7 separate regions of the Mus musculus genome follow, and all the other regions are linked to region 1. The links are chromatin contacts, called in public promoter capture Hi-C maps. All regions are on one chromosome and are shown on one strand. The core of a region is the stretch at or near the end of the contact, and the rest is flanking DNA. Distances in the headings are between cores, read along the strand shown. Region 1 holds the start of Sccpdh (saccharopine dehydrogenase (putative)). Region 2 holds the start of Adss (adenylosuccinate synthetase, non muscle). Region 3 holds the start of Wdr26 (WD repeat domain 26). Region 4 holds the start of Cnih4 (cornichon family AMPA receptor auxiliary protein 4). Region 5 holds the start of Desi2 (desumoylating isopeptidase 2). Region 6 holds the start of Cox20 (cytochrome c oxidase assembly protein 20). Region 7 holds the start of Hnrnpu (heterogeneous nuclear ribonucleoprotein U).

The links. Promoter capture Hi-C pulls out the DNA fragments that hold promoters and counts their contacts.
Region 2: a contact with region 1 is called in a promoter capture Hi-C map of liver, with 2.3 times the contacts expected there. The contact joins the promoter of Adss here to the promoter of Sccpdh in region 1. A contact is called at or near these places in 2 of 39 promoter capture datasets (liver and pre-B cells) and 1 of 115 datasets of contacts at active chromatin or transcription factors (astrocytes).
Region 3: a contact with region 1 is called in a promoter capture Hi-C map of liver, with 4 times the contacts expected there. The contact joins the promoter of Wdr26 here to the promoter of Sccpdh in region 1. A contact is called at or near these places in 2 of 39 promoter capture datasets (hippocampal neurons and liver).
Region 4: a promoter capture Hi-C map of hippocampal neurons shows a contact between it and region 1, with 2.8 times the contacts expected there. The contact joins the promoter of Cnih4 here to the promoter of Sccpdh in region 1. A contact is called at or near these places in 5 of 39 promoter capture datasets (hippocampal neurons, liver, neural stem cells and 1 more).
Region 5: a contact with region 1 is called in a promoter capture Hi-C map of liver, with 5 times the contacts expected there. The contact joins the promoter of Desi2 here to the promoter of Sccpdh in region 1. A contact is called at or near these places in 4 of 39 promoter capture datasets (liver, pre-B cells and stem cell-derived epiblast-like cells) and 1 of 115 datasets of contacts at active chromatin or transcription factors (astrocytes).
Region 6: a promoter capture Hi-C map of liver shows a contact between it and region 1, with 5 times the contacts expected there. The contact joins the promoter of Cox20 here to the promoter of Sccpdh in region 1. A contact is called at or near these places in 5 of 39 promoter capture datasets (the 3T3-L1 cell line, HPC-7-derived erythroid cells, liver and 1 more) and 1 of 115 datasets of contacts at active chromatin or transcription factors (astrocytes).
Region 7: a contact with region 1 is called in a promoter capture Hi-C map of hippocampal neurons, with 3 times the contacts expected there. The contact joins the promoter of Hnrnpu here to the promoter of Sccpdh in region 1. A contact is called at or near these places in 10 of 39 promoter capture datasets (the 3T3-L1 cell line, the HPC-7 cell line, HPC-7-derived erythroid cells and 5 more) and 4 of 115 datasets of contacts at active chromatin or transcription factors (astrocytes, bone marrow-derived macrophages, embryonic stem cells and 1 more).

The regions. Positions count from the first base shown.
Region 1 is chr1:179,666,449-179,670,715 of GRCm38.p6, forward strand. It overlaps Sccpdh (saccharopine dehydrogenase (putative)), which reads left to right and starts at 1,783. Exons shown (of 12, transcript NM_178653.3): 1 at 1,783-2,097; 2 at 4,135-4,247. The coding sequence starts at 1,908.
Region 2 is chr1:177,794,049-177,798,315 of GRCm38.p6, forward strand. Adss (adenylosuccinate synthetase, non muscle) reads right to left here and starts at 2,461. Exons shown (of 13, transcript NM_007422.3): 1 at 2,164-2,461. The coding sequence starts at 2,346.
Region 3 is chr1:181,209,827-181,214,093 of GRCm38.p6, forward strand. Wdr26 (WD repeat domain 26) reads right to left here and starts at 2,152. Exons shown (of 14, transcript NM_145514.5): 1 at 1,250-2,152. The coding sequence starts at 1,611. It overlaps Gm38664, which reads left to right and starts at 1,610. Exons shown (of 6, transcript XM_011238899.2): 1 at 1,610-1,673; 2 at 1,984-2,220. The coding sequence starts at 1,610.
Region 4 is chr1:181,149,188-181,153,454 of GRCm38.p6, forward strand. Cnih4 (cornichon family AMPA receptor auxiliary protein 4) reads left to right here and starts at 1,744. Exons shown (of 5, transcript NM_030131.3): 1 at 1,744-1,874. The coding sequence starts at 1,806.
Region 5 is chr1:178,185,161-178,189,427 of GRCm38.p6, forward strand. Desi2 (desumoylating isopeptidase 2) reads left to right here and starts at 2,257. Exons shown (of 5, transcript NM_024282.3): 1 at 2,257-2,797. The coding sequence starts at 2,756.
Region 6 is chr1:178,316,958-178,321,224 of GRCm38.p6, forward strand. Cox20 (cytochrome c oxidase assembly protein 20) reads left to right here and starts at 2,196. Exons shown (of 4, transcript NM_025511.2): 1 at 2,196-2,251. The coding sequence starts at 2,213. It also overlaps a transcript of Hnrnpu not described here.
Region 7 is chr1:178,335,622-178,339,888 of GRCm38.p6, forward strand. It overlaps Hnrnpu (heterogeneous nuclear ribonucleoprotein U), which reads right to left and starts at 2,194. Exons shown (of 14, transcript NM_016805.3): 1 at 1,332-2,194; 2 at 426-537; 3 at 261-334. The coding sequence starts at 1,950.

The DNA of each region.
Region 1 (4,267 bases), core at 533-3,032:
AAAGAGTAGTTTGTGGGGGCTGGAGAGATGGCTCAGTGGTTAAGGGCTACTGGTTGTTCTTCCAAAGGACCCAGGTTCAATTCCCAGCACCCACATGGCAGCTCACAACTGTCTGTAACTCCAGCACCTGATCCTCTCACACCAATGCACATAAGAGTAATTTTCTCTGCCTTGAAGTCCAGTCACCGGCATCCAGAAAGACTACCAGAGGCCCAGAGACCCAAAGCAACAGGCACATCTGACTAAAGACTGAAAATACACAAACTGCAAACCTAAGCAAACTTCTTCTTCTTTGCAAGTTAATTTATCAGATATTTTCTTTTTGTTTGGTTTTGTGTGTGTGTGTTTTGCCTGTGTGTACTTCTGTGCATCATGTAAGTACCCGGTACCAGAGGAAGCCAGAAGAGAGTACCAGATCCCCTGGAACTGGAGTTACAGAAGGCTGTAAGTTGCCTTGTGGGTGCTAGGAATCGAACCTGAGTTCTCTGGAAGAGCATCTAGTGTGCTTAACTGTGGAGCCATCTCTTCATTCCCCAAGAATTTCTTGATCGTGAGAGAAAACCAACTAGAGCATTAAAAACAAAACAAAACAAAACAACAACAACAAAAAACAGCAGGGGAAGCTGGTCCAGTGCTCAGGAGGCAGAGGCTGGTGGATCTGAGCTGGAGGCTGGCCTAGTCTACCAAGAGAGTCCCAGGACAGCCACCAGAGTTAACAAAGAGAAACACTGTCTCAAAAAAACAAAAGAAAAGGAGTGGGGTGGGAAGTGGGGTGGAAGGCTTGTAATTCAAAGACTCAGGAGACTGACACTGGAGGACCCAGATTCTGAGGCCACAGAGAAGCTGTCTGGAAACAAAAGCAACAACAAAACTTTAAGCAAGCTTAAGACAAAGGAAAACAAACAAACAAACAACGCTCAACAATAATCAGCAATTTGGGCAGCCCTGAAAACCAGAGCTGGGTCTAAGAAATCCAGAACGGAATTCAAGTCAAGTGATATTTACAGAAAAAAAAAAAAAAAATCACTAAGGCAAATGAGAGGCTTCATGGGATAGTGGTCATCTAAATACCCTGGCCTAGCTGCTGTACCCACCCCCATGGACATTCTGCTTTCTACAATAAGTCTCAACGAACACGATTAGGTTTGGTCTGTAGCAGCTCCGAGAATAGCTCAGTAGGCACAAGTGCTTACTGCTGATCCTGACATTTGATCCCTAGACTAGTTGTCCCCTGGCTCCTGTGGCACGGGCGTGTGCACAGACAAGACATACAGACGCATAAACAAACTTAAAAATAATTTAAAAAATTTTTTTAAAGGAAGCCTAGCCCAAAGCAATGGTCTCTGACACCATCAGAAAGGCTGGATGACAGACAGTCAGTCCAATGCTCTCAGCTCGGGTCACCAGCGTTCCTTATTGCTAATAAGCTTCTCCTCCGCCACCGACTTCCAAGCTCCAGTTCTCGGCGTGGGCGACCCCCCGGCCGTCTCTTTTCGCAATCCCCCCAGAGAAGCGGGAAGAACCGGCCCGCCCTGGTTCTGCTTCAGGGGAACCAAGAGGACGCGATGATTCGGGTGGCCAGATTGATGCGGGTAGCCGGGCGGCGGGCAGCAATGGGCCGTCGGCCGCTCCTGTCAGCCACCGAAGCGGACGTGCAGCCCGAGCCGGATGTGGCGGCGCGGCACCGGCCGGTGGCCCGGGATGCGGCGCAGCAGCTTGGTCGCGAGGAGGCGTGGGCGTGGCTGTGGGCGTGGCCCGCGCGTGGGCCGAAGGGAGCCGGGCGCTGTAGCCGCGCCGACGGCGGCCAGGACAGCGGCGGTTGCTGCGCCCGGTACTGGGGTCCCGGCCTGAGGCGCAGGCGCGGTGGACTCAGCCCGCCCCGGGCTGCAGCTCGCTGTGGACTCGTCATGGCGACGGAGCAGAGGCCTTTCCACCTGGTGGTGTTCGGCGCCTCTGGCTTCACCGGCCAGTTCGTGACGGAGGAGGTGGCCCGGGAGCAGATAGCCTCGGAGCAGAGCTCCCGCCTGCCCTGGGCCGTGGCGGGTCGCTCCAAGGAGAAGCTGCAGCAAGTGCTGGAGAAGGCTGCCCAGAAACTGGGTAACACGGCGGGGTCGCCGGGGTGGGCAGGGCCGGGCCGGGCTGGGCGCAGGTCGCCGAGGGGCGTCTCCCTAGCGTGCGCCTGCATCGAGCCCTGCGGGAGGACCGGACGCCTCGCCTGGCCGAGCCGGGCCGGGCCTTGTTCCGCTCCTAAATTAAAGGAAAAAAAGAAGAAAAGGCTTTTCTCTCCCTCCCAATTTGGGGATCTCCACTGTCGAGAGAGAGTTCAGAACTTCAGTGGCTCCTCTGTCCATCTCTGTTGTTCTGATGGGTTTGAAGGGTTCTTGTACTTGTGGGAAAGGGAAATAAGACACGGATTTCTTGGAGGTCCATTGTAGTTTGTCTCTTGGGGACAATTAAGAAAGCTGAGTTGTACTAGCAATATTATAGTGCACCTATTTTTGTGGCTTGGTGATACGGATTTAGCTCAGCACTTCTGAACGTGGTAAGCATATACACCGTGCTTCTGAGTTACCCCGCTAGCTGCTTGCTTTTTTGTGTGTGTGTGTTTTTCTGGTTTTCAGTTTGTGTTTTTGCTTGTCGAAATCCGCCTGCAGTTCTCACTTTAATTGCTTGAGGCAGTGTGGGCTGACCTGGACATACTGATGCCCTTGCCTCTTCGCACCCCCACCCTCCACTCCAGTCGTCTTATTCTTAATAAAAATGTGGGAATTTTTTTTTTCTTTTTAAGTTTTGGATGTTTACTTATTCTTTCAGCTTCTAGTCAACATGTTGATTGAGTAGTATTTTCCATGCTAGGCCTTGTCCTAAGTGTTGTGATGCACACATGGGAGTGAGGAGGGACACGTGGGTGCTCTTGCGTGTACACACACACACACACACACACACCCAACCTTTTTGCTTTGGGGAAGCACCCGACTTAGAACCCCATAGCCTTGGAGTTTGGCAACTAAATCTCCACCCAGGACAAGTCATACTTGTTCTTCATTCTTTCTATTCAGTTTTATGGTTCCACACTGAGCCTTGTCAGGGCAAGGGAACACAGCCTTTTGTTTTGTGCTGCCATTGCTAACACACAGAACCTTGACAGAGAAGTTTTGGACATTTATTGTTTTCTGGAAAACAGGCCATTATTAAAATACATTGTTCCTTTTATTTTCCCTCAGTGAGAGTATAGCAGTGGTTCTCAGAGACCTGTGGATTGCAGACCCCTTGAAGGTCGAATGACTGTTTCATAGGGGTTGTCTAAGATCATCGGAAAACACAGATGCTTAGATTATGATTGACAACAGTAACAAAATTACAGCTATACATTAGTAACGAAAATAATTTTTATGGTTGGGGTCACTACAACATGAGGAACTGGATTAAAGGGTCACAGCACTAGGAAGGCAGAGAACCACTGCTGTATAATTATAACCTAATTCCTTACCATCTACATTGCCCAAATTAGGCAGCTTTGCAGAGAGTGCCTTAATCAGTGGAGACTTGCATGGCTCTATTGGGTCAATTAGTTCCAGTTATTTCCTTATAAGCTTGGATGATTTTATATAGGCTGGACTACTTAAAAATGAAATCACGGGTCTGGCGAGGTGTCCCAGCAGTTAGAACATGTACTGCTCTTGCTGAGGATCCCAGCAGCTGCATTGGGTGACTGACAGCCCCATGGAACTCCAGCTTGAGGGAATATCTGCTACCTCTGGTCTCCTTGGGCACCTGCACTGACGTGCGTATGTGCACACACACAATTTAGTAAAATAATTCTTTAAAACTACTAAAAAGTGCATTGGCCTCCAAGTCCTCTTTAATTCTCATGGTGCCGAGTGCTGACGGCCTCGGCCTCCTCTCTATAATTGGGTCAGATATAGTTGTTTAGGAGCTGTTTTTGTAATAGAGACATCTTGATGGAAAGGAAGTCAGAACAGGCATCTACTCAGCATATTAACAGATTATAAAGGTTTCATGGTTGAAAGTCTTCAGTGTAAGGTTGCCATCACTGACCACTATAGGCAGGTGATCTAGGAGGTCTCACGTTGACTTGGACTTGAATGACGTGATTCTGTTTTTTAACGTTAGGAAGACCATCACTATCATCTGAAGTTGGAGTCATAATCTGTGATATCAGTAATCCAGCCTCACTTGATGAAATGGCTAAACAGGCAAAGCTTGTCCTCAACTGCGTAGGACCGGTAAGTAGTCGGCCTTTCTT
Region 2 (4,267 bases), core at 1,211-3,710, 1.9 Mb before region 1:
TTCATCACTCTTTGTCCCAATCTCCTTTCTCCTTCCTCTTTCCAGATAGTTCTTTCTTGTCTTTTTAAAATTTTCCCTTTGGATGAGGAAACATACTACATTTGTCTTTCTAAGTGTGTCTTACTTAGCAAAATGTTCTAATTCCATCCATTTTCCTGTAAGTGACATAATTTTTTCTTTATACCTAAAACCCAAATTATGAAATAAACTCAAAAATCAATCCAAGCCCTAAATGTCTTTCTCCACTCTATACATTCCACTATCTTCAGTGTTGTAACTACGAGAACTTCATTAAGTAGATACTGAGTTACTAATGCTGGTCAAGTAAGTTAGTTACAAAGATGAATCATCACAAAAGAGAAATGCTACAGGGTCAATGGTGCCATTAAGAACTTGGGAGGCAGTTCCAGGCCACCCAGGACTACAGCTTGAGTTCCAGGACAATACAGTGAAACCCTGTCTCAAAAAAAGAAAAGGAAGGAAGGAAGATAGATGCTTAAAGTCTATTCTTTACCTTCTTACAGCTAATGAGATTAGTAAAAATTCTAAAGCACACAAGAACAAAATGTAAGGACTATGTAAGTAGTAAGGAGTTTATAAGAGTGAGAAGTCTGACCATTTACTTCTCGGCTGGCCTCCTCCTCAATCTTTCCTCTGGGGATTCCAGAGTCATCAGATCAGACTGATACATGACCTCCCTCAAGAACACTTTCTTGGTAACATAGTAACACCGACAGTCTACAAACTGATTCTATAACTTTTTAAAGGTCTATTATTTTGAAACCCTTTTAGAGAAGTGCCACAACGGCTTTGTACAACCACACACTACTCCTCGACGCAGCTGGACCTGTGCACATTTTCAAGTAAAAAAGCAAGCAGTCCTCAAGTCCATCCTTCTGCCCCGCAAGAGTTTAGGCGCTTTGCTAAATCTTCAGCCCAGCTACCAGATCTGATTTTAAAAGTGAAAGGTGAAGGCTGGGCTTTGGATCACCTCCTAGGCGAGTCAGATTCCAGGCCAACACCTGTGAGAGCACCATTAAATATGCATGTTGCCAGACAAGCTGCTGGAAGAGAAAGAACCTGTGAAAGAACCCTGTGAATTGAAGAATGGTGGTAAAGCGGCAGTTGGAGCAATAGGGCTCCACACACAGTAAAAAGATGACCCAAGTCAAAGCACCTGGCCTTTTACAGGCCGGTTTCTTCATACGTTTCAATTTTAGGTAAAAAAGCTTTCCACGATTAGCCTAGACCACAAGGCACCCCCACACAAAACCATGTACCTTCAGGGAGAAAAAAATTCTTACAATCTAAATACGCCACCATTAACTTCCAACACTGCACCTTGTTTTGAATGTGGGAACTGCTCATTTATTTTGAATTCTGAAACGGGGATGATAGTTTTCTGAGAGCCTTTTTCAAAGGCCTACCCTCTAGGCTGCTTCAAAGCAAATGACTAATAAGAAAAAAAAAAAAAAAAAAAAAAAAAACTAACACTAAAACCCACGTGTCTCCGGGTAGGAAACACTGGATTTCCTGAAAGTCAACTTTTTATATTACCGAAGCATTGTAAACATTTCTAAATTATCCGACTTGAAATCTCCGTATTTAGTTGCCTCACACTCACTTTTCAACTTACTGGGGATTCCTTAAGGACCGGTGAGTAATAAAAACAGATCTCCCCTTAATAGTAGTCTATGAAATACGAGTTAAAAACAAAAAACAAACAAAAGCACCGGAGGGCCCCAAACAGTCTCATCGCCCCGTAGCGGATTCTGCTATCAACAAAGTGGACCGATGGAGGCGAGGTTCTGCGTGCCTAAGCCTGTAGGTAATGCAGTGCTGAATCTCGATTTCAGGGAAATTGGGGAAAAGGACCCTTCCTAGTCCGCGCCGGCGGGTGGGCCTGGCCGGGTCTAGCCAGAGTCCCGAGCAGGCCTCGGGCGGAAGCTCCCTCAACTCTGCCCGCGGCGCACCGCCAGCCCAGTCCCCAGACCCCGAAATGCAGCTCCAACATCGCGCATCTTCCAGGTTCCTCCAGAGTCACCCGGAGCGTCACCGGAGACTCCAGGGCAGGGGTTCCCCGCAGCTCCCAGCCCGAGGGACGCACCTCAAGGTGACACCTCACCGCGCCGGCCGTCCCAGAAAGGGCCCGGCTTCCCTCACCTGGCAGCGGCACACGATGTCGGCGTCCTGCGCCAGTAGATCCACCACCTTCCCTTTGCCCTCGTCGCCCCACTGCGCTCCCAGCACCACAGTCACCCGGTTCCCTCCGGACCGCGCCCTGGGGCGGCCACAGTCGCCGTTGGGCAGGGAGGTGGCCGCCGGGCTGCTCTCGGAGATCGACATGGCTCCCGGCAGGGCAGAAGAGCCTTAAGGAGACGGGGCAGGAGAACGGAACGTGAACCCAACTGCTGCGCCGCCACCAGCCACATGCGGAGGAAGAAGGAGCCAGAGGCCGGCCCCGCCCCCGCCCCGAGGGCCGCCACCCTCTCTCCAGGCCCCGCCCCGCGCTCCGCCGCCCGCCCGCTCAGGGCGGGACCACACTTGGCGCAGGCCGAAGCCTCTGCGCGGCCCGCAGGCGCCACGGCCTCAACTGCCGCCACCCCAGGGCGGAGGCCACACCCCATCCCCGGCTTGGCGCGCTGCTCCGGGGAGAACCGCGCGAGAGCGGAGGCCAGGGGGCGGGGCTAACGGAGAGTTCCGCCCTCTGTGCCCGCCCACCAGCCTCTGGCCTTTCAAACTCGCGGTAGGGAAGGGGGTGAAAGAGTGTGGAACTACAATTCCCAGCATGCAATGCTCTGTGAGATGGCCAAGGCATGGCACCACAGTGTCAGGGTTGGCTGGTTTCGGTCTCTAAAAGCCAATTTGGTTTTCTGTGTCTAAACACTTGGGTATCTTAAAGAATGAAATACCCTTACAAAATGTAAACTGGGATTTAAAAATATGTGGAGGCTGGAGTGGAGCCGAATAAATTTAGAACTGAAAAGGGACTAAAAGTGCAAACTAAAAGCAGTAAAAATGAAATCTAGAGATAGCATCCTAACTCTTCCCATTTTTACAGTATCTGGGGCACAAAGATGAGTCAATTGCCTATGTCATATCCGAATGTACCTGGGTTATTTGATCCCCACAACCTTAAAGTTTACAATATTTTGTAAAATACGTTCGTTCTACAAAACAATTTCTCTTCTCCCATTTTTTCTCTGTTGAAGTGTTGGAGATCAAATTCAGAACCTTGTAATTTGATGCGAATACTGTACCACTGAGTTATTCGCCCCCCAGACCTTCGAACTCTTAAATAGCTTATCAGTTCCTCTCATGGGCGTTAAAATGGTACTTTGGACAGTTTGCAGATTGAGTAAGCCTAGGTGCTTCTCAGTGTTTTAATTGTAACTGATTACAGAGTGTGCCTATTGTCTATCTAATGTGGGTTTATCTATGTATTTATTTACTTATTTATATTATTTGTGTGTGAGAGGTCACATACCATGTTGTGTGTCTGTCTGTCTGTCTGAAGGCCAGCAGAGGGCCTCAGATCCCTGGGAGTCAGAGCAACAGGTGGTCGTGAGACATCTGAAAATACAGCTGTTCTCAACCTATGAGTTGAGACCCCCTTAGGGAGTCAATCAACCCTTTCACAGGGACTGCATATCAGATGTCATATCTGTTAGGTATTTACATTATGATTCACAACAATAGCAAAATTACAGTTATAAAATAGCAGTGAAGTAATTGTATAGTTGGGGGATGGGGCAACCACAACCTGAGGAACTGTATTAAAGGGTCACAGCATTAGGAAAGTTGAGAACCACTGAGACAACAGGTGCTAAAGAGGGAATCCAGATGCTCTGGAAGAGCAGCACGTGCTCCTAACTACTGAGCTGCCTCTCCAGCCCTGATCTAATGTTCTCACTGCAACCCAAACTGTGACATTAAATTTTGGTAAAGGAAATAATTGCTTTGAAAAAAGACTAATAATAAAGAATGTAGCTCATTGCTTGCTAGCACATGTAAGACCTAGGATTTAATACTCACCATTACAAACAAATCCATATGGCATAGAATCATATCCTGTGTGCTGTCTCCCAGTGTCCTGATCACCGAGCATCTATAAAGTCCAGTTTTACATTGCATAGTTCTCCTACTCATATACTAATCAGACCAGTCTCTGCTTGAATTCTATGGTGGGCAGGGTTTCAGGTGTGATTATAATAGGAGTACTTACTGTACCAGTACTGGTCTTATCATTAAGTACGGAGAATCTATG
Region 3 (4,267 bases), core at 902-3,401, 1.5 Mb after region 1:
TTACTGCTTCCCTCAGTAATATATTCTGTTAGCATTCACAAAATTTATTTTCACACTTTTCCTTTTCCTTGGGGACTAAAGTGAAACCTTTCTGGATTTTTCTCTGGGAGCTGTTCATGGTTTGGTTCGGTGTTTCTTTAGCGCTCCCCATTTTTCAGCTCAACAGTGCAATTATCAGCTTGGGAGTGGAAATACTTCTGTCACTGAGAAAATGCAGATCTGCCCCTTTCCCAACCAATGCACGGGTGCGCTCTCTCTCTCTCTCTCTCTCTCTCTCTCTCCACACACACACACACACACACACACACACACACACAAAGCAAAACCAAACAAAACCAAAATCCCTGGTCTGGTTGCCTTCAAATTCGCCTTGACTCTAAGAAACTGTTGCTTGTTTACTGTCAGCTCCTGGCTCTGCCACCTTCACTCAGCTCCAGGACACTCCCACCAACCCTACCTCAACTCCCTCAGCTTTTCTTTCCTGTGTGTTCAAAACAGATGCGTTTTGGTTGGACCCGCTGTCTACCTTCACCCTACATTAATGACCACCCAAACTGTATTTGAAAACCAATGATTCACCAGACCTGACATCACATTTTCAAAAGAAAACCTTCTGGGTTTTGAAGTGGGATTTTACTAGTGCTAGGCCTCTAGTGTGTACACACACACACACACACACACACACACACACACACACACACGGCCTCTGTCTGCATGACTTCCACTGGGTATCTGACTTCATTATTCCCATCAGATTTACTCGACAGCCTCTTTCCAAATTATGCCAGCCCCTTAGTTCCCATAAACACTTGTAGGCGACTGTCCTTCCTGATTGGTAGTTTGCCTGGGCTGCTGTCGGTCAGGGGTGGGGGTGGGGAGGTGTCCCACAAAGATGCCTCTGAGACACACTTGAAAAACAAATCCTCCAAGGTTCATTATTTCCACCGCTCTGATCCACCCCTCCCCCAGCATAAACAACCTCGGTGTCCGCCTTCCCGGACAGACAATCCTGCTCTGGAGGTGCGCGGGGAGGGGTCGCCCTGGGTTTCCACTACCCCTCCCCAGCCCAGGCGGCTCGGCTGGCCTTAAGACATCGGGCCGATTCCCTTTCCTAGACCTCCCCTCCACCGCCCCCCCCCCCAGGGCTGTCTGTCCCCGGCCTCCTGCGCACTGGGCCCCGGGGTCCCCGCAACCCACCCGGCCGCTCGGCCCCGGCCTGGCCCTCACCAGTTGTAGGACGGACACTTACTTGAGCCCTAGGCCATTGAGGTGCTGTCCTATGAGCCTAATGACATCCTCATCGGACTGCGAGAGCCGCTTCTTCTTCTTGAGGCTGCTGCCCAGCTCGGGGGTGGCCTGGGCGGCGGCGGCGGTGGCGGAGGCCGCGGCGGCCCCGCCGGGAACCCCGTTATTGACACTCAGGCTGTTGCTATTGTTGCCAGCGGCGGAGGGGGCGGCAGGCAGGAGCCCGTTGGCGTGGGCCAGGTCCCCCGCGGACGTCGCCGAAGGGGACGACTCCCCGTTCTGCGCCGACAGGCAGGCGAGCTCCGGGGTCTGGCCCTGGCCCCCGCCGCCCCCGCCGCCGCCTCCTCCCGCCCCGTTGGCCTGCATGGTGCCGCCGCTGACCAGGCTGTGGCCGCTGCTCCGCTGCGGGGCGGCGGGGGCGGCCGGAGGCAGTCCCACCACCACCACCACGGAGGAGGAGGAGGAGGAGGCGGCCGGCGAGGGCGAGGGCGGGGGGGGGAGGCCTGCTCGGCCCGCCGAGGCCCCGGGCTCTCCTGCTCCCTCCGCCGCCGAGGCTCGGGGCTTCTTTCGCGGGGGCGGGGAGGCTCCGCCGGCGTCCGAGTCGGAGGAGGAGGAAGCGGAGGCCAGAGTTTCCTCGCCGAGAGAGGCCGTGGTGGGAGGCCGGCGGGGCGCGGCGGGGGTCGGCGGGGCGGGAGGAGGGGGAGAAGGAGGACCGGGCCCTTCCCCCCCCCTCCGGAGGCGCTCGCGGCGCGGCCCGGGGGCTCGCGGGCACTGGGGGGGGCGCGGGCCCGAAGCTGGGAGCCCGGACGGCGGCGGCGGAGGCGGCGGCGGAGGCAGCGGCCGCCTCGGTGCTGGGTCCGCGCCGCTCCGCTCCCTGGTGTGTTGATTCTTCCCCCAGCTGCTGTCTAATGGAGTCCGGGCGCTGGCGTCACAGGAAATGCCTATACTGCCCTCCTCGCTCACTTCCGGCAGCAGGTATGGAACCTATAGGGGGCTGTCACCCGGCACGTGTGTGTCCGGCGGCCGGGGTGAGGCCGTGGGGTGAAGGCGAGGGCGGCCGGGGGTGGGGGTCCGGCCCCGGCGGGGAGGCGCGACTCAGCACGACCTGGCCCGCCTGTGCGAGGCCGCCCTGGCTCCCCGGGTCAGGCGTGCGAGCTCGGCCTGCAGTAAGTTCGCAGCCTCGCTCCGGGGCCCTGCAGGGTGGGAGGCGGAGATCACGTCCTCGCCCTGCACCCTGAGTGACCCAGAAAGGAGCGAGCGGCCGGCGTGGAGGGGGCCGCAGACGCACTGGCACGGGCCAGGGTGGGGCCGCCGGCGGCCTGGTTTTGCAGCTTGTGACTTCGAGCACAAGGGTGTGCTAGGCCCCTGGCCACCGGCTTCTTGCTCTGCACTCAGGATTTAACCACTGCCTCGGTTTAGGGTGGAAACACTTGAACTTGCACAGCCAAGCACCACACACAGTTGTATCCGTGTCAGTCCAGGACAAGGGAGATGACAGCAGAGCTGAGTGTGCTCCACCCTGGGAAGGCGAAGTCGGCCGTAAACTGCCTTCCCTCTGGGAGGAAAAACAACAACTCGTGGGGGCAAGACGTTTCAAAGGCTGAGGGTGTGTAGAGGCGCTTTGCTTTGGAGTTTTACTAGGTTTGTTTTGTCTTTCTTTTAAGTGCTCGCTCAGATGTCTTGTTCCTGGTTCCTGTACCTCTGACCGAGGGGTGGGATTGGGGCACCGTTTCAGATTCTGGTTTGAAATTTTCAAGTGGCCGGAGTTTCACTGTCCCAGCGCTTTAAACGGCTTTCTTGAGTGGAGAAACACAGCAGCAGAGAACTGAGTAACTATGTTACTCTGTGGCAAATGGTCCATGGGGCCCTAGTCAGTTTCATGGACTTGGGTCGTAGCATGTAGACCTGGTGTGGACAGATATTTTTCCTGACGTGACTTCCATTTGGGAGGAAAACAACAACAAAAAGACCAAACAAACAGACCCAACAGCCTTAAGCAATACATCTTATGTCTCTGAAATTTACAACACTCACAGCTCAGTAATTTTTAGGTCTTTGGGGACAGCCTTTTTTAAATTTAGAAGTGTAATAAAAATTAGCCTATGATTTGTCAAGAATCCTGAGCTCTCTTCATCTTGAGACTGGGAAGAGAGACAGAGACCAGGGCAGTCTTACAGAGATCTAGCATTGTGGCTGTCATGCTTTAAATATGCTTTCAGGTGTCAGCTGTAATTGCAAAGTGACTCACATACGGTGTTTGTATTCACCTGAGACAGACCTTCATTTTAGCTGAGGTTCATAGGGCACAGACAGTATATCCAGCAGAGCCAGAATTACTAGATAGTCAATGCCCTCATAGAGCCCTGTACAGCAACTTTAGAAATCTCATTATCATGAAGGTTGTTAGTGTTTAGGCAAAATTTACTTTCTGAAAAATGGTTTATCGTAATCTACTGGTTCCTAGCAACCTTCAGGTGGATCAAGTCAGGAGCTTAGTTTGAGTAAAGTCTGTAGCTTTTATAAAGAAAAGGACCATTTAACTATAGGCCAGGTTTCCACTCCTTAACAAAGGGGGAGAGGAGAGGAGCAATGACTAGGACTTCATCACCATCCAGGCTCAGTGCGCACATCTCAGCTTTTCACCTCAGAGTAGCCTAGATGCCTCTTAGAAGTTCTTGAATTTATGAAATCCATATGCATGTGCCCCTTTTATCTATAGTAAAACATTGGGAGCTTATTGTCTGACTCTAGAGCCTTTAGAGACAGGTTTCGGCTCCACTTGCAATAATTTTGGAATACTGTTCTTCACATTCAGAAGGCTTTAGTAACCTCATGTTACCCACATGTTAAAAAAAAAATGTATAGTTGTCTTGCATTCCCTAGTGGATCTGGTCTTATCTCAGTCTTTCTTTTTGGCTAGCTCTCTTTTAAAAAGCCTTTTGTTTTTATTTTATTTTTAGTTAGCTCATAAATTATGTGTTTCAGATTGTACGGTGTACCTTTCTGGAAAGGTTTTAATCTC
Region 4 (4,267 bases), core at 494-2,993, 1.5 Mb after region 1:
TGAAGATAGGTAACCAATTATGTAGCGGGACTTAGAATAAAAAAGCTGGGTAATTAAGTTATGAGCTAGAGAATAACCCGAAGCATTAAGTCATTATCTTGGGGAGCTTGTGTGCAGGTGGAAAAGCCTGATGCTACATTTCCCGGTATTTGACATTGCAACAATGCTTTTGAGTTTTAGGTAGAATTAAGACAAAATTCATCATAATGGGAAATGGTAATTTAATAATTGTGGTTAGCGGGGGTGGGGGTGGGTGGGGTGTGTGTGTGTGTGTGTGCTGTAGAGATGGCTCAGTGGTTAAGAGTACTGACATCTCTTTCAAAGGTCCTGAGTTCAATTCCAAGCAACCACATGGTGGCTCACAATCATCTATATTGGTATCTGATGCCCTCTTCTGGCATGCAGACATATATGCAGGTAGAGCACCCATACATTAAAAAATTTAAACAAACAAACAAAATAATTGTGGTTAATTGTGGTGTGAGCTATTACATTTTCTCAGGATAAAAGACCATCTAAGGGATGTAGGACAGGCCCAGTGTGGTGGTAAAAAGGGTGCTGGATCCGTGGAGATGGAATTACAGACAGTTGTGAGCTGCCATCCAGATTCTGGGAATGGAATCCAGGGAGCCATCCCTCCAGCACACCCCCTACCCCATCCTGTTTTTTTTTCTTTTTTCTTTTTAAGCACAGCAAGTGCCTACTGTCTTGGGCCTCTCTGCTCCTTGTAAATCGTCCAACCCTGTGTGAAACCCTCAGCCTGGTCTCTGCTGCTCTTCAGGGGTTTCTTCCTGCCCTTCAGGGTACTTGGGACTGCTTTTAATTTCTGTGGTTTATTCTATCTCCCCTACACTTACTATGCAAGGTGCAGGCTTGTGGGTGCCTCCCCTCTCTGTTCATTGTGTCTCTTAAGACCTAGAACAGTGCCTCACATACACTACCTGCTTTAAATTTAAATTTAAAATGAAAGTTAAATAAATGGATGAGCGAGTGAATGGCTGCTGGAATTGGCTTCCAAAGGCAACAGAACCCACCCAAGTTCTGTTTTGAATATTTAGTTGCTACTTTATTGCCCTTTTAACCACCAGAGCAGTTGTTTGCTCTGTTCATCTCTGCACTTGAAGTGTACAGTAGCTCTTGGTCTATAGTAAGGGTGTAGTAAAAATTATTTGCCTCCCTCTTTAAAAAAAGGTTGATAACTGGATTCTGTAAAATTCTTCAAATTCAGAGGTGAGAAAGCTTGCTGTTATCAAGAATTGGCAAGCAACTGGGTAAGTGCTGGGGAAACAGGTCAGGAACTGAAGAGCAGAACTCAGTGGCTTTGTATTTGAGATGAAAAGTTATAGAATGCAGGAGGGTAGAGAACAGGCGTTAAAGCAGCCATGTGTGGAGACCTATGCCAATAATCCCAATGCAAAGAGACCCAAGTTAGAGGCCAGGCTGGGCTTACAGAGCAAGATCATACCACTCGCATACAAAGCGCATTCCACAGAAACCAACAATGATAGGCAAGGAAGGATGGATACAAAGTGAAAGAGAGACAGAAAATTTCATATGATAGGCAAGGAAGGATGGATACAAAGTAAAAGAGAGACAGAAAATTTCATACAGGGTGAGTAACTTCATGCAGTGGATACTAAATGAGGGTGAGGTCCACCTGCTATGCTCCCTGGGCACTAGTGAACTTCATTTCCCATCATGCATCGCGTCGCGGAGGTGGCGTTTTTGGACCACAACTCCCGGCATGCCGCCTATCCCAGCGGCGCGGCCCGAAGCTGGTTTGACGGGCGGAGCGGCGGCGGAGGATGGAGGCGGTGGTGTTCCTCTTCTCGCTCCTCGACTGTTGCGCGCTCATCTTCCTCTCCGTCTACTTCGTATCCTTGGTTGAAGCGGGCCGCGGCCGCCGCTCGTTCCCAGGGCTACCGCCGGGGCAATGGGCAGAGGGTGGGCCCGGCGGGCGCTGGCAGGTTGGGGTGAGGGGGCGGCGGCGCGGGCCCGGGTCGCGAGCGGAGGAGCCTCGCTGCGCCTCGGGCGGGCCTGAGCCAGCTCCCCCTGCCTCCTCTTCGCCTGCCTGGGCCGCCGGGGGTCCCCGAGAGAGCGAAGCCGTTCAGGGGCATAGCCGGCCGGCCTGAGGCTTTGCCGCCTTCTCTAGTCCCCGGCAGCACCCTTGCCCCTTTGTCCTTGTGGGTGTCTGCCCTTCTGGAGACTCCCCACACCCAGGAGATGACTCATTCCAAGAACTGGCGGTGTGCTTCCTTCACGTGCAGTTCTTTAGGGTTTTTGAAAGAAGCATCCACAAAGTGTTTCTGGTTGCCTTCCGCAGTGGACTATCTGTAAACTCAGTAACTATACCTGTGGCTTAATCCCCAGTTTCTAAACTTTATATATATATATATAAAATCCGTGTTAACATTCAGTATTTTCTATAGTTGTTTCTGTTACAGGTTTCAAACAGTATTTTCCAGACCAGTACATGGTGTTCTTCAGCCTAGCACTGTAGTAGTTGTGTGATGTGACTTCAGTACTCTCAGTCCTTGGGGGATGATAGTCTTTGTTACAGCACGCTGCTGTAATGCAGTAGTGTAATGCACAGACCACTTTTAAGTAATTAGATATGACTAGTAAAGTGCTCCAGGACCTGTGGCTGTTGCCCCTTTCCCTATGAAATCACGTCCTCTTTTCTGATCGAATTGAACTTTTTGTTTGTGCAGCCCTGGAATGGCTGCACAGAATATATTTCCCGCTTTTATGATGAACTGACAGTTTGTCTTAATAGGAAGAAACAAACTTTGGAACTATGAACCTTGCCCAGTACTGTATCTTACCTGCTTCGATTTTCTTTAGGATTGTAGATATGTATTTCCTAAATATACACAGTGAGAATTTGTGTCAAACACCCAGTGGCTGCCCAATTGAAATTATCTAGCAGCAGTTCTTACTTTGATGATTTCTCATGCAAAGAGCCCTGTGTTTTATTAGCTTTGAGGAACTGAATAAAAGGGCAAGATCTCTTACCTAAGTTCCAATGACCATTGTTTAGCTTATGATATAAGGGACCAGAGCTGTTTGACAGAAATGCAACAACAATTTTTTATTATTTTTGTAGTTTGGAAAATTTGATCATTAAAACAGTCTTGGTGTATAACAGATCATGTATATATGTACATGTTAGCTGGAATGTTGAACAGTGGTTACACAGTCAGGGCACATTTTGGTGAGAATTCAGATTTTACAGTGTTGTAGGATTGTTGGAGTAATTGCGTTACAGAGAGTAGGTGGGAAATGGTCAGAGTAGATTTCATGTAAACTATAGGAGTGTGTGGAATTAGAATAGTGAAGAAATCTACAGGGGAAAGGGGACAGATATTTGCAGTCACTGGTCAGAGCAAGGTGCAGGGCAGGCATGCTTATTTTTGTGTGATGGGTAAAGATCAGGAGCTCATGGTTCCTTAGGGTCATCATGAGATCAGATGGGAAAGGAGGGTTAGATCAGATGGGGGGGGGGTTTCATCCTGCAAGCAGTAGGGAGTCGCTGCAAACTTTTGACATAAACAAAATGACTTTAGGTCAAGGATACACAATTTCTGTTAGAAATAAATTCATGAGATTTTTTTGTTGTTGTTGATCTGAGGGTGTGGCTCAGCTGTAGAGTGCCTCCACAGAATGGATAAAACGAGGAAATACATTTATTTGGTGACAACAGTTAACAAGGTATCCCACTTGTGAAAAATGCTAAGACTGAAAGTAGACTGATTTTACCACAAAGTAACCATGAGAAGGGAAGCATCTTGATTGACTAGGTTTTATCATTCTACAATATATATATATATATATATATATGTTCAAATCTGTTATATGTGATAAAACATATAATTCTGTTTCTTTAAATGCTCAAAAGGCAATAGTTTGCTAGAAAGATGAATCTACAGAGTAGATTGAAAATGAGAAAGATTGGAAGGTAAACCAGTCGAGTTGAGAGTCTTCTGAATTTGAATTATAGTGTTAATTGTGTTGGCATTGACTGATTATGAGTATGTGGGGAAAGTGGTGAGTAGGAGGTATTTGGTTGAGAATATTTTACTTTTTTACTAAATTTTACCTTTTTTTTTTTTTTGAGACAGTGTTTTAAGTATCCCATCATAGCCTTGAAATTCAGATTCCTATGTAGCTGAGGGTGGACTTGAACTTCTAATCCACTCATCTCCTGAGTGCTAGAATTGCTTTCTGAAACATAAATACTCAGACAGTGTAATCCCCGAGGCTTGGC
Region 5 (4,267 bases), core at 1,007-3,506, 1.5 Mb before region 1:
GGACAGCCAGGGCTATACAGAGAAACCCTGTCTCAAAAAACAAAACAAAACAAAACAAAAATAGTAACCAATAGACTTGGCAATAGTGTAATGTTAGAGTAATGTTAAATAATGTTATGATGCTTTTACAATAGTACATTTCCATATGGTTTTTCCAAAGGCTATTCATGTTAGTTGTCCTCCCCATATTGCCTTCTTTAGCCTGACCTCCCACCTCCTCCCCCTTTTAATATTTCTTTCCAGCTGCATTTTTTCAATATTTCCTAGTGCTTCAACCCTTAATTTCACATAGCCTATAGTCATCTGCAAAAGAAGTTCCAATTAACGGATTACCTTTATCAAATTAGCCTGTGGGTATTGTCTTAACTAATTGATATAAGAGGGCCCAGTATACCCTGGGTGTTACATCCCCTGGAGAGGTTGTCTTGAGTTTCTTAAAAAAGCTAGCCAAGCATAAACCAGTGATTGAGCCAGCAGGCACTGCTCCTCCAAGGTGCTTGCTTTAAGTTCCTGCCCTGTCCTGACTTCCTTCTGTGATAGACTGTGACCCCTAAACCTGTTCTGCCCTAAGCTGCTTTCTGTCAGAGCAGGTGTTATCACAGCAACAGAAAGACTGCCCAACAAGTCTCTAGGCTTTAAGTTCTACTGAAATGTTTATTTTAGTCAGATTAATGGTTGTGACTCCATTTCATTTATGCAAATGCCTACTCAACATCTCATGAGACTCTAAAAGGCACTGAAAATATAACATGACCTAACAGTAATTTCATTTCCCTTTCTAACCTGCTTCTCCCTCAAATGTTTGATATATTATGAATAACATACTATCTACCCAAATTTGTCAAACATCCAGGACCTATTTTTGAGACTACCCCTAACTCCCCCAACAAATTTAATGTCCACACTTTTTAATATAAGGCTGGTCACTAGACTCCCAAGATGAGGAAGAAACCAAGCCACAAATCCAAAGTGCCTTTTAAATCTCTTGCATTATATCTGTTAATAACCCATTGACCAAATCAAGCCAAAGCTTGCTAAAGACAGTAGAGAGAGGCATCAAAGGTCATATATAATTTGAGAAGCCACTTTTACAATTTACCACGTTAATGGTCATGTTTCTATTTCCCTTGCCTCATTAAAATTTCACACAGAAACTCAAGCAATTTTTAATTTTTTAAAGTTATTTATTTATCTGAGTACATCATATCTGTCTTCAGACATATCAGAGGAGGGCATCTGATCCCAAATATAGATGGTTGTAAGCCACCATGTGTTTGCTGGAAATTGAACTCAGGACCTCTGGAAGAGCAGCCAGTACTCTTAAGCATTGAGCTTTCTCTCTAGCTCTCAAGCAATCTTTTAAGAGACTTATGTACATATTCATGTCGTTCCTTGGCTCAAACCCTACCAACTCTTCATTTAAAATCCAACCTCAGAGTTTGGAGAGATGGCTTGCCCACTAAAAGTACTTGTTGCTCTGCAGAGGATCTCAGTTTGGTTCCCAACACTCAGGTCAAGCAACTTACAGCAGCCTATAACTTCGGTTGCAGAGCATCCCTGCCCTCTGTCCTCTTTGGTCACCTGCACCCCTTGCTGTCTTTGTCTCTGTCTTCTGTCTTTCTCAGTCTCTTTCACTCTTTCACACACAGAGACACACAAACACACACACAATTGATAAATCTAAAATGTAAAATAGATATTCAATCTCAGCTAACTGAAAACTCAGGATGTCTTCTGACCAGTTAACTGCCTGTCCACAGATCACCTCTTTGCTCATTATATTCTAGCCACAGAGAACTTTTATTTTGTTCCTTAAGTACAAAAAACATGTCTTATGTCTATGTACTTTTGTCTCCTCTAATTGGAATTCTTGGCTCTCTTATATTTGACTAGCTTTCTGTCATTCACGAAATGTGAATTCCGTTTTGAGGGTTAAAGGAGACTTTCTTACATCCTACTTTTACAAGGGTAACCTTCCTCCCTTTATTGCCTCACTTCTATATTTTCAAAAATTAAAAAAAAAGCAGAAGGGCTTTGGAAAACTTAGTCATCACTTCTTCACATTGCGTTGGATTCACATCTCACGCTACAAACACCAGAAACAGCACTGAAAACTAAAAGGCAAATGGAGTCTCTGCTCGCCAAGGACGAACAGCGAAGGTTCCCCTGACAAACTCTTCGCAGGACTTTCTGGGAACTGTAGTCTCCCAGGGAGACGTGAGTGCCTACAATATCCTGGTGAATGCTGGGATATGTAGTCAGACTGCTTACACGCCCAATAGGAATCGCGGGTTCTCCCTCTGCTTTCTGGGAACGGTAGTCTTTCTGCGACCTCGAGCCACCAGGGTGAAGAGGCATCCGGCCTGTCGCCATTTTAGGTCTCCAGCTGCAGAGCCTGAGAGCCTCAACGCGCAGGCGGGCTCATCCCTGGATCCTGGCCGGCCCCGCCTCCAGGGTGCCTAAAGCCCGCCCCTCGCCCAGGCCCCGCCTTCCCCCACGTGTCTGCGGCCGAGGGGAGGCGCCTGAGCTGGAGCTGCCTCTCCACCTGTCTGGCCGGGTCCTCGTACAGGTTTCTGACAGCGTCTCCCGGGAGCGGTCCCGGCTGCCGGATGCTTCCGCCCCGGCTGCGGTGGGCCGGGCTGGACGCTTAGTGCCCGGCTCGAGCCCTGCCTGAGGCGCCCGCGGGGGTGGCAGCGGCCTCCGCCCCGCGGAGACCGAGCGGCTGGAGGACGAGGCGGCGGCCGTGGGGAGAAGGATGGGGGCTAACCAGTTAGTGGTGCTCAACGTCTACGACATGGTGAGTGCGTCCCCTGGCGGCCCGCGCTGGCCGGCCCTGTCAGGGGTCGGGACCCCGGCCCGGTGCTTCCTGCCTCGCGCCTCCGCCTCCAGCTTAGTTCTCAGGGGTGGGGGGAGGGGACAGTCGCGCTGTCTTCTAATCCCGAGACTGGCCCGCGCGCCTCCTGGAGGTGTCCCAGTCAGTCCGAAAGAGGGCTTGGGCTCGAGCCTCGTCCCAGCCCTCAGCTCCCCTGGCTGTGGGCCCGACCCCTGGGCGGATGAGCCGTGTCCTATCCGCGAAGCTTCGGTCGCAGGGCGACCTCCCTCCCAACTGCCACCTGGCCTCTAAGCTGCTCAGCTCCCCTCTGCCCTGCTCCTGCTGGCCCTTGTCTGTCTCCAAATGCTCGAGGCTTCCGACAACTCTCAAGCCCTTCAAGTCTAGAAAGTCACAGCTTCGATGCGGATGCTAGCGTCTCCCCAGAGGTGAACCGGAGCCAATACACCCTCACCTCCAAGGCATCCTCATAAAAATGAAAGAAGCGAAAATTTATGTAGAAAATAGCGCCATTGAATTATTTAGCGATCACAGAGGTGATCCTAGAATCCGAAGGCCACTTTCCAGGTGATGCAACAGGTGGATGACGTGACCGCTAGAGAGGGAAAGACAGCCTTGTTTATTATGTCATCTAACTTTGAAGAACTGAAAACATTCAGGCTAGGGTTCAAAGGCTGGATCCCCTCAGGTTCCAAGTGCAATAATACCCCTAGAAGAAGCACCTGGTAGAGAATGATCGCCGCAGGGAGGCTACGTTTGGGTGTGTTCACTCTCCTTTGGTTACTTAATTTTTGTTTTGTAAAGGATAGCCTTCCCCTGAAAAGCCTGAAATTTCTTGGCTATGCATTGACACATGAAATTTCTCCAGCATTATTTCTGTTGGCTTAAAAGTACTTAGAAGAAATTCAACAGTAAGAAGTCTTGGCTCTTAATTACAGCTCTAAGCTCTTTCTTCTTTGTATTGTTTATAAATTTTTAAATGAACAGGGAGCTATTGATAGAAAAGGATTCCTCATGCTATATCTAGAAGTTAACGTTGACAGGGCATGGTCTGCTGGTAACTAGAAGCGAGGTTTCTCTTCTAGTAGGTTCCAGTGTAAGTCTGGAGATGAGAGGTAGAGTAACAGACTAGGAAAAGTTAATCATGAAGGGAAAAGTTGGATAACTGGAGCAGGAGATTCGAGAAGAGCATGCGTATTGTATGACTAACAGCCTACTCTACTGGTTAATAAATTATTCTCTGGATTTAAACTTTTTGTGTTCCATGGGAATCTTTTCTTAATTAATTTTGCCCCCTGTTGTTGTTTAGTTGTTGTTTTGAGGCAGAGTTTGTGTAGTTCTGGCTATCTTGGAACTATCTTTGTAGAACAGGCTGGCCTCAAACTCTCAGAGACCCTCTGCCCCTCTGCCCCTCTGCCCCTCTGCCCCTCTGCCCCT
Region 6 (4,267 bases), core at 946-3,445, 1.3 Mb before region 1:
TTGTGAGACAGAGCCTCACTTTGTAGCTGGCCTTGAAGTCACAAGAAACCTACTCTTTCAACCAGAATGCTGGGCTTTTAGGTCAGAGCCAACACATCTGCATCTAATGTTATTTTAAATGACTCCAAAATGTATTTGCATAATAATTTTAATTAAGAGAAGGAAAACAGATTGGAAGAACACAACAGTTAACTCCTTTGTTAACTATAGTTCCTATGAGGGGGAAACCACACAACCACTCACCCCAATCCTTAGTTAAAAATTCTACAAGGCTGATTCTACTGTGACAGGAGAGACCTGGAATGCTGCAAGCCTGGAGCTAAATTATCTTAGGCTATCCTTGGCCTCCTTAATAGCCATTCATTGCCCACTTCTATGTATAGCTTAGCATCTATCCTTGTGACTGTCCTTCTGGAATGTATAAACAGAACACTAACTTCCACCAATCCCAAAGACTGAGAATGTCATCAGATGAAATCTAAGGCCAATAGCCAGAGACATTCCATAAACTGAAGTGTCTTATCTCTTTTGTTACCATATAAAACTCATAAGACTGTAACACTTTTATGTTGAATATGGTTTGGGGGCAGTTTGAATCCTGTCCTTGGGTCATGATCATTTACATTTTACTACAGAATAAACTCTATTCTCTTCAAAGTCGTTTTCTTTCATCCACACCTTCAGGGAGAAGGAGAAGGGTGAGCTTGTTACTTTTCATTATTAACTGTTAAAAGACAAAACTGAAAAATATTCTATTTTCGTTAAATTAAGAAACTTTATCGAATCCATGACATTTTTCAAACAAGTGAAATGGACTCCAACTCAGTATACTCTAGCAACGTCTCAGTCACAAGTAAAACGGTAACGCCATTTCCTCGGTATTTTTCCCGTTACGTCCTTTATACCGCAATTAGGAATGCAAAAGAATTCCTCTCTCCTTTATGGAATATTACAACCTTAAATATTACCTTCCAGACAAAAATTCAAAGCCTGGCTAGCCAAGAATTTCAGTAGAGTATCCCAAACTGTCAAGATAACAGTTCCTTTTCTAGTCCTAGTAATATTAGAGCATTATACACTTTGTAACTGTTCAGCTTCCTTAAAAACAAAAAACAACTTACTACGCATAAAGAGAAATATAAATCACTTTTACCCCCTGGGATTGGCGAAAAGCAGTTAATGAGCATGAAGAATAAGACAGTAAGCAGTCCGCATGGTAATTAAGATGAGACCCTCCCAGCTAACACTGACGGGCAAGTAGCGTGCAGCACGTTACATGAAAGGCGGCATGACTCTGCACAATGACAGGCCGGGACATTTTCCGGGGAAGGGCCGTTTGGAACGGAAGAGGCCAAATCGGGAAATAGGTAAACAAAGAAAGGCAAAAGGCCGGGGCCAGGACATTAACCCGAAAACGGAGTCGCCATCGCCTGCTGAACTGGCTGACACTTGGACCCAAACGACCCACGGTCTGGGTTTCTACCCGCTATGTCACCGTCGCGTCACCCACGGCCTCCCTCCCGAAGGAAGGCACTTGCCGCCTGACGCATGCCCCCTAGGTAGCGGCCGCCTCCATTTTGTCCTGAGTCTCCTCCACGCGAGCGGCGCGCTATTTTTAACCTAAATCTGCGGGCCGGAGGGGGAGGGGCGTGGGCCTGGCGGGCGCTGGAAGGCCGCCGCGAGGGACCGAGGCGGGGGTGCGGGAGGTTGTCAAGGTCACCAAAGCTAGGACAAAGGACAAGCTGGGAACGAGGCCCGCGGAAACAGCGCCAGGCGACTTCCGGCAGTGCGGGGGCCGTCAAACCCGGACTCCCGCCCTCTAAGAGGACAAAGCGGCGCGCGACGCGCGGCCCCGGCTCCGCCCTCAGCGCCCAGCACGGGGACGCGCACAACGGTTGAAATGGCGGTTAAGGCGGAGGAGGGGCTGAGGGAAGCGAGTTTCTCGGTGCTCCTTGACTCGGGCCACCCTGCCTGCGAGACAGGAACCGGTGGCGCTTCTCTAGGTTGCCACCACTCGCGTTCCTCATGGTCGGTTGCGGGTTGGAAAACAGTGTGGCCGGTTCCATGGAACAAAGGAGTGTGCCAGGGCGGGCTTCCGGACAGCCCCAGGAACGCTCCCTAAGATGGCCGCCGCCGCGCGGGGATGGGGTGGGCGGAGCCCGTGTTGCTCCCGTCGCGGGCCTGGGCGGGGCGATGGAGAGGACTGGTGCCCATGGCGGCCGCCCCGGAGCCCCACGAGACGGAGAAAAAGGTAATGTTCGCCATGGGGCAAGGGGGGGTGGGGGGAGGTGTGCAGTGCGCAGGCCGCGACCCGGTTTCCTAGACCCATCCCATAGCCGCGAGGTATATCAGCGATCTAGTCCTCATATCCCGGATATATCTAAATTGCCAGTTAAACTAGTGAAGAGCAGGCCTGCAGGGTCAGAAAACGGAGACTAATCCAAAACTAGCATTGGATTTGGTAGAAAGGGCTAATAAAGGGGAAATGAAAACTCTGGAGAGCTGGGCGTGATGGTGCATGCCAGTAATCTCCACTTTGAGGGCTGAGGCAGGGGTGAGTTCTGGGCCAGCAAGTGAATCAGTCCTTTTCCTTGCACAACACAGGAGCGCACACTCACAGGTAAGGTATAGATTTGTTAGTTCAATGTGAGAACTGCAGTTTGACCTCTTATTAAAAAAGACGAAATCTCCACTCTGCATGAAGCCGACATCCTACTGGGGTAACGGGACAGTCGAATTTCATCCATTTAAGCCAGCCGGGATAAAACTGCAGTTTGGCCATGAACTGCTAGGCCTGATAGAATGGCTACAGGAAGGTGTCCCAAGTGGAGACTAATTAAGCCATGGTCAAGTGTCTAAAGATGTCTTTTGTTAAACAACTAAAACACTACCTATCAAATGAAAACTTGCTAGCACAAGTAAGGTCAAATGTAGTGTTTGCTTCATAGCTCATCTAGACTTGCTGAAATTGAACAGTGGGTTTGACAAAAAGACTCTGCTCTGAAAAATAAAGCCATGAAGGCTTGGGATGGGCACACCTTTTAACCAGGCACTTAGGAGGCAGTGAGTTCCAGGATAGCCAGGGCTACAAAGTAAACCTAAAACCTGTCTCAGAAAAGATTTTGGAAGCAAGAGAAACTACTTGAAAATACTTTGATACTTTGGTCGGTTTGCAAAACCGACTAAGACCAAATAAGCAGATGAATAGTCTCACAAACAGGGAGTCGAATAAATGGTATTCAGCTGATAACAGGTCACAAATGTTAAATCCGTAAAAGGAGGGGACACTGCTACTGGAACGTTGCTACTGCCAAATCCCCAGGCCAGTGGAACAGCAAGCCAATTACTGTAAATGTTTTCTCAAGATTCCCGGTGAGATGGAATCTAAGTGTATCTTTGCCTAAACAGTGGCCATGAGCGTGTGGGTACTCAAGTAAAATCAGGAGCATCTAGTTAATATAGTCTTGCAAGGCAACAGAAAAATGGTAGTATTAGGACTTAAGATGTGGAAGCAAGCGCAATCCTCAGAAGGTAAAGGTGCTTATTTACCACCTCTGTTCAAGTCTCTGGAGCTCTTGTGGCAGCCCAAGTCAGACACCCACAGATATAACTTACAGAATTTAAAATCCTTTCAAATTTAAAATCCTTTCAAATGAAAGGATTACAAAGCAGTCCTTTGGGGGGGGAGACTGGTTGAGTACAATACAAAACTGGCTTTTAGGACCACTGATGAGCTTGCCACAGGAAGCTTGAAAGATTTAATGCCAACCAGGTCTCCTTTTGCAATGACACACTTAATGGAAAAGGATGGACAGTCAACTTGAATCCTAGTTTTCTCTTGAACTGGAGTTATGAAACCACCATGTAGGTGATAGGATAAGCAAGGAATCTCTCACAAGAAACCCAATTTTAAGCTATCTGAACTAGGCAAGAATACAGGTGGTAGGTACATAGGTACAACTGGTTTCACTAACGCTACCAGAATGTCTCCATGTTCATCATGTACTGGATGCTAGTTGGCATAGGAGTAATTTCCAGAGATGGTGTGAACTCCCCAGTAGACCTGTAGTTTCTTATTTGAGAGTTTGATGATGAGAACAGCCCACAATGATTGATTGGGTGTATGATTAAAAACAAGAGAAGCAAGTCATCAGTGAAAGAACAATTTTACTTTAATGAAAGCCAGGTTACACACGTTCAGGCAGATCCTTGAGCTAAGGGGAGTGCAGCTCTACCCTATCTTTAACCGAACCTAACATGTCTTTTA
Region 7 (4,267 bases), core at 944-3,443, 1.3 Mb before region 1:
TTTTACATCCCCCAAGTACTGAGAAGTTTCAACTCGTAAATATTACCAATTACTAGAGCTTGTTAAATCAATACAACTGAAGTGGTATTAATATTAAACTACTGTAGCCTGAGCATTAAGCTACTACCTTCCTGCTTTAAAATAAGTTTCTTAACTGGTTTTTTCCACTTTAAGATCAACACATTTTTCCTAACACTTAAAACCAATGTTAACACTGCACTTGAAAACTAGCAAAGAGCGGGAAAGTCCGCCTCACTTACAAGTATCAAGACAAACCACTGTGTCATCGAAGTGTTCGTCTTCTTCTTCAACAGGTGGCTGAGGAGACTTGGCTCTGAAAGACAGAATTGTCTCCTGATAAAGCTTTCCCCACCTTGTATACAAAAAGAGCGGGCGACTGTTAAAACTGGGTGAGGAGCCTCTACCTGCTGTACTTGTTTTCTTCGATGTACTCAAAATACCCTCGGCCATGATCTTCTCGCGGTCTTTTAACGCCTCTCTTTTTATCTCCACCTTTCTGTTCTGTTTTGCCGTCTCCTATAACGACACAGAACACCGCCTTAAAGCATCAGGCCGAAAACTAAATAATGCAGTTAAGCACCTTTTGTGTTTCGAGCCTCAAGAGCTGTTACTGATTATTTTTTTCTGACTGATTCTTTGACTTTTTTAATCGACAAATGAAAATAAAAAAGTCTGGACTTGGACTGGACACAGTGACGCAGTCTGAAGACTGAACTTGCCAGCCTACCGCAACCTTCCAGAAAGCATTTTTTAAAAAGAGTTTAAAAAAAAAAAAAGCGGGACACCGCCCGGGCCCACGTGCGCCGGCCGCGCTCAAACGAGGGGGGGGGAAGCCTGGGCCCACCTCCCCTCCCCCACACGAGCCCGCGTGCCCCGCCGCCGCATTGTACTGAGCTTCCGCCCCGCTCCCCGCGCCTGCCGCCGGAAGTGACGTCACCACGAGCCCCTGCGCTCCTTGCACAATACCGCGGCGCTAAGCCGCCAAAGCCCGCCCGCTCCGGGACCTTCGGGCTTCTCCCCTCCCCCCACCGCCGACATGTGCCCGGACCGCGCGCACGCAGCGCCCCAGCGGCCGGCGCTCCCGCCCGGCCGGCCCCCCCACCGCGGCAGCTGCAGCGCTCCCCCCACCCCGGCGCCCGACATACATAATGGAGGCGCCGCCGGCATGGCGAGCAGAGCCTCCCGGGGCTCCCCCGCCCCCACCCTCCCGCGGCGCTCGCCCCGAGGGGCCCCGGCAGGCCTGGGGCACGGTCCCCACCGCCACGCGCACCCATCACGCAACACTCACCCGCCACCTTCCGCCTTCTTACCTCCCGCCTGCTGTTGGCCCTGCCTCGCCCCTGGCGGCGCCACCGTCACCGCGAAGAGCGAGGTGGGGCCGCTGCTCTTGCCCGCGGCCTCCTTGCCGGCACCACGCTGCTGGGAAGGCTGCTGCTGCGCCGCCGCTGCCGGCGGTTGGGACTGCTGCTCCCCGTGACCGTTCTCGTCGCCCGCGCCCTCCTCCTCGTCGCCGAGCTCGTCTTCCCCCTCCTGGAAGCCCTGGTCGTCGCCGTTCTCGTCTTCCGACGCTGCCTCCTCTTCCTCCATCGCGCCGGCGTCAGCCGCCCCCGCCGCCCCGTTCTCCTCGCCCAGCTCCATCTGGTCGCCGTCCAGAGCGGCGATGCCCTCCTCCTCCTCGTCGTCTTCGGCGCCAGCCGCGGCCTCCTGCTCTAGGCCCGCTCCCGAGCGCCCGGCCGCATCGCCACCTAGGTCGAGACTGCCGTTCCCGGGCTCCATGGCGGGGCGGCCTCCTGCCTCGTTGTCCAGCGCGGCCTGGAGTCGATCCATGAGATCGGCCTTGAGGCCCTTGTCGGAGAGGCGCCGCTTCTTGAGCTCCTCCTTCAGCTCCGACACCTTCAGCTTCTTGACATTAACAGGCGAAGAACTCATGTTGAGGGCCCCGGTTCCCCGCTGACTGCTGGCTCCCTCGGCCTGTGGCGGCGGCGGCTGCTGCTGGTCGGCCCGGGCGGCGGCTGCGGCTGGAGATGGCTGAGTGCTGCTGCAGAACGGACCCGCCTGGTGTCGAACGGCGCCAATTCCTTTCACCGAGTTCGCGAGGCAAGACGCGGAGACTCGCCCGGCGCGAGCGAGCACGCAACGTCCTCTCGCAGGGGCGGCGCCGCGCACGTAATATAGGCGCCCCGCCCCCTGCCGAGGCGAGGCCCGCTAGAGCGGCTGCGCGCGCAGGCCCCGCCCCGCCCCCACTGCGCGACCTCCGCGCTGGGCCGGACCGCGCAAATGGAGGCTCTTAGAAGCCACCTTTCGGTTAAACGGACCCGCCGCAGTGGCCGCCGGCCTTTCCGGCTCTTGAGCCGCCGCGCTCCACCGGCGCTCTGCCTTCTGTGTCCTGGCGGAGGCTCTCCTCCACCCGCCTTCAGTCCTCACCTGGCATTTTCCACTCGAGAACAACCTCCTTTCTTCCATCTTAGTTTAGTTTTTTGGTTTTCGGGTTGTTTTTTTTGTTGTTGTTTCTTGGGTTTTTTTTTTTTTGTTTTGGTTTTTGTTTTTTTTTTTGTCCCTCCGGCTCTAGGTTTAAAAAACTCTTCAAGTTTCCACCGCTGCCCTGTAGAACACCCATAGGCGATTGTTATGCAAAGGTGGTGTTTTGTTTAGTTTTTCCACCATTTAACTGCGTTTTTAAATTTTACAAGTCCTGCCTTGCCAGTCGGACTTATTTTAAGTTCCGCAAGGGCGAGGCCAGAGCCTTTCTTTTGTCTCTTCCCCAACCAGTGGTGCAAGGTTTGGGAAAGAGGCTTGCTGTACTCCACCATGCCTAACAGCCATATAGAGCGGGCCTTGTGTTGCTACTCACCGTATTTTCTATTGACCTTTGAGTAAGCCTTAGATTTTCATGGAAGTTCCCCTCGTTGTACTATAAAGATAGGCCTCTGTCCCCTGCAAATCTGATCCACCAGTTTGGAGACCCTTTAATTACAGATGAGGAAGACAGCCAGCACCCAGCTAGATTATGCACTTTGATCCTCTCCCTGTTTTTTCAGCCACTCTAAACATGTTTGTATACCTGCTGACTTGTCTACAAACTGGTAGTAACAAAAGGCTGGGATTTAGTAAAAAAAGAAAACACCTGTAGTTCTATTACTTGGCAGAGTGAGGCAGAAGTATCAAGAGTTAAAAGCTAGCCTGGGCTACTTAGTAAATTCCAGGCTTATCTGGGTTGAATACCAGACCCTATCTCAAAAAAGAAAAGAAAAAAAATTATGATTTGTTTTCTGGCATTAAATATGTTGTGTTCTTGAAACTTTTATATAGAATTTAATTTCTACACTGGGGCCTTCCTGTGTAGATTGCACCCAAGCTATGCTTGGTGGTACATGTGTATAATTTCAACACTTGGGAGATACAGGTAAGATGATCAAGAATTCAGTGTCAGCCAGGCAGGCAGTGGTGACACCCAAGTTTGGCTCCAGCGCTCAGGAAGCAGAGGCACCCCACCCACCCACCCCCATCCCCTCACCCCCACCCCCACCCTGTCTATGAAGCCAGTTCCAGGACAGCCAGAGCTACACAAAGAAACCCTGTCTCAAGCTAAGCAACTAAGCAACTCAGTCAATAAAATTCATTGTCATCCTTGGCTACAAAAGTTCAAAGCCAGTAGGAGATACCTGAGACCCTGTCTTTACAAAAACCAAGCACACCAAAATGTGAAACTATATATACTGGTGCACTGGTGCTCTGGCAGTAAAGCTGTGGTCCCTGTATTCCTCCTGTTCATCTGAAACTTAACGGTACAGAAATGAAACCTATCTGTCCAATATAATTTAACCAATTAATAAAATGATTTGTTTATTTGGTTTTTTTTTTTTTGAAGGGTCTCTGTGGCCAAGGCTGGCTGTCTATGCCTCCTATGCACTGGAATTAGAAGCATGCATTACTGCTCCCTGCTGCAACCATTTTTAAAAAGCATTATCCCTGGGGGGCTGGTCAGACATCTTAGCAGTTAAGAACACTAGCTGTTCTTCTAGAGGTCCTGAGTTCAATTCTCAGCAACCACATGGTGGCTCACAACCATCTGTAATGGGATCCGATACTCTCGTCTGGCATTCAGGTGTGCATGCAGATGAAATACTCATGCATTAAAAAAAAATTAATTTTTTTTTTTTTTGGTTTTTCGAGACAGGGTTTCTCTGTATAGTCCTGGCTGTTCTGGAACTCACTTTGTAGACCAGGCTGGCCTCGAACTCAGAAA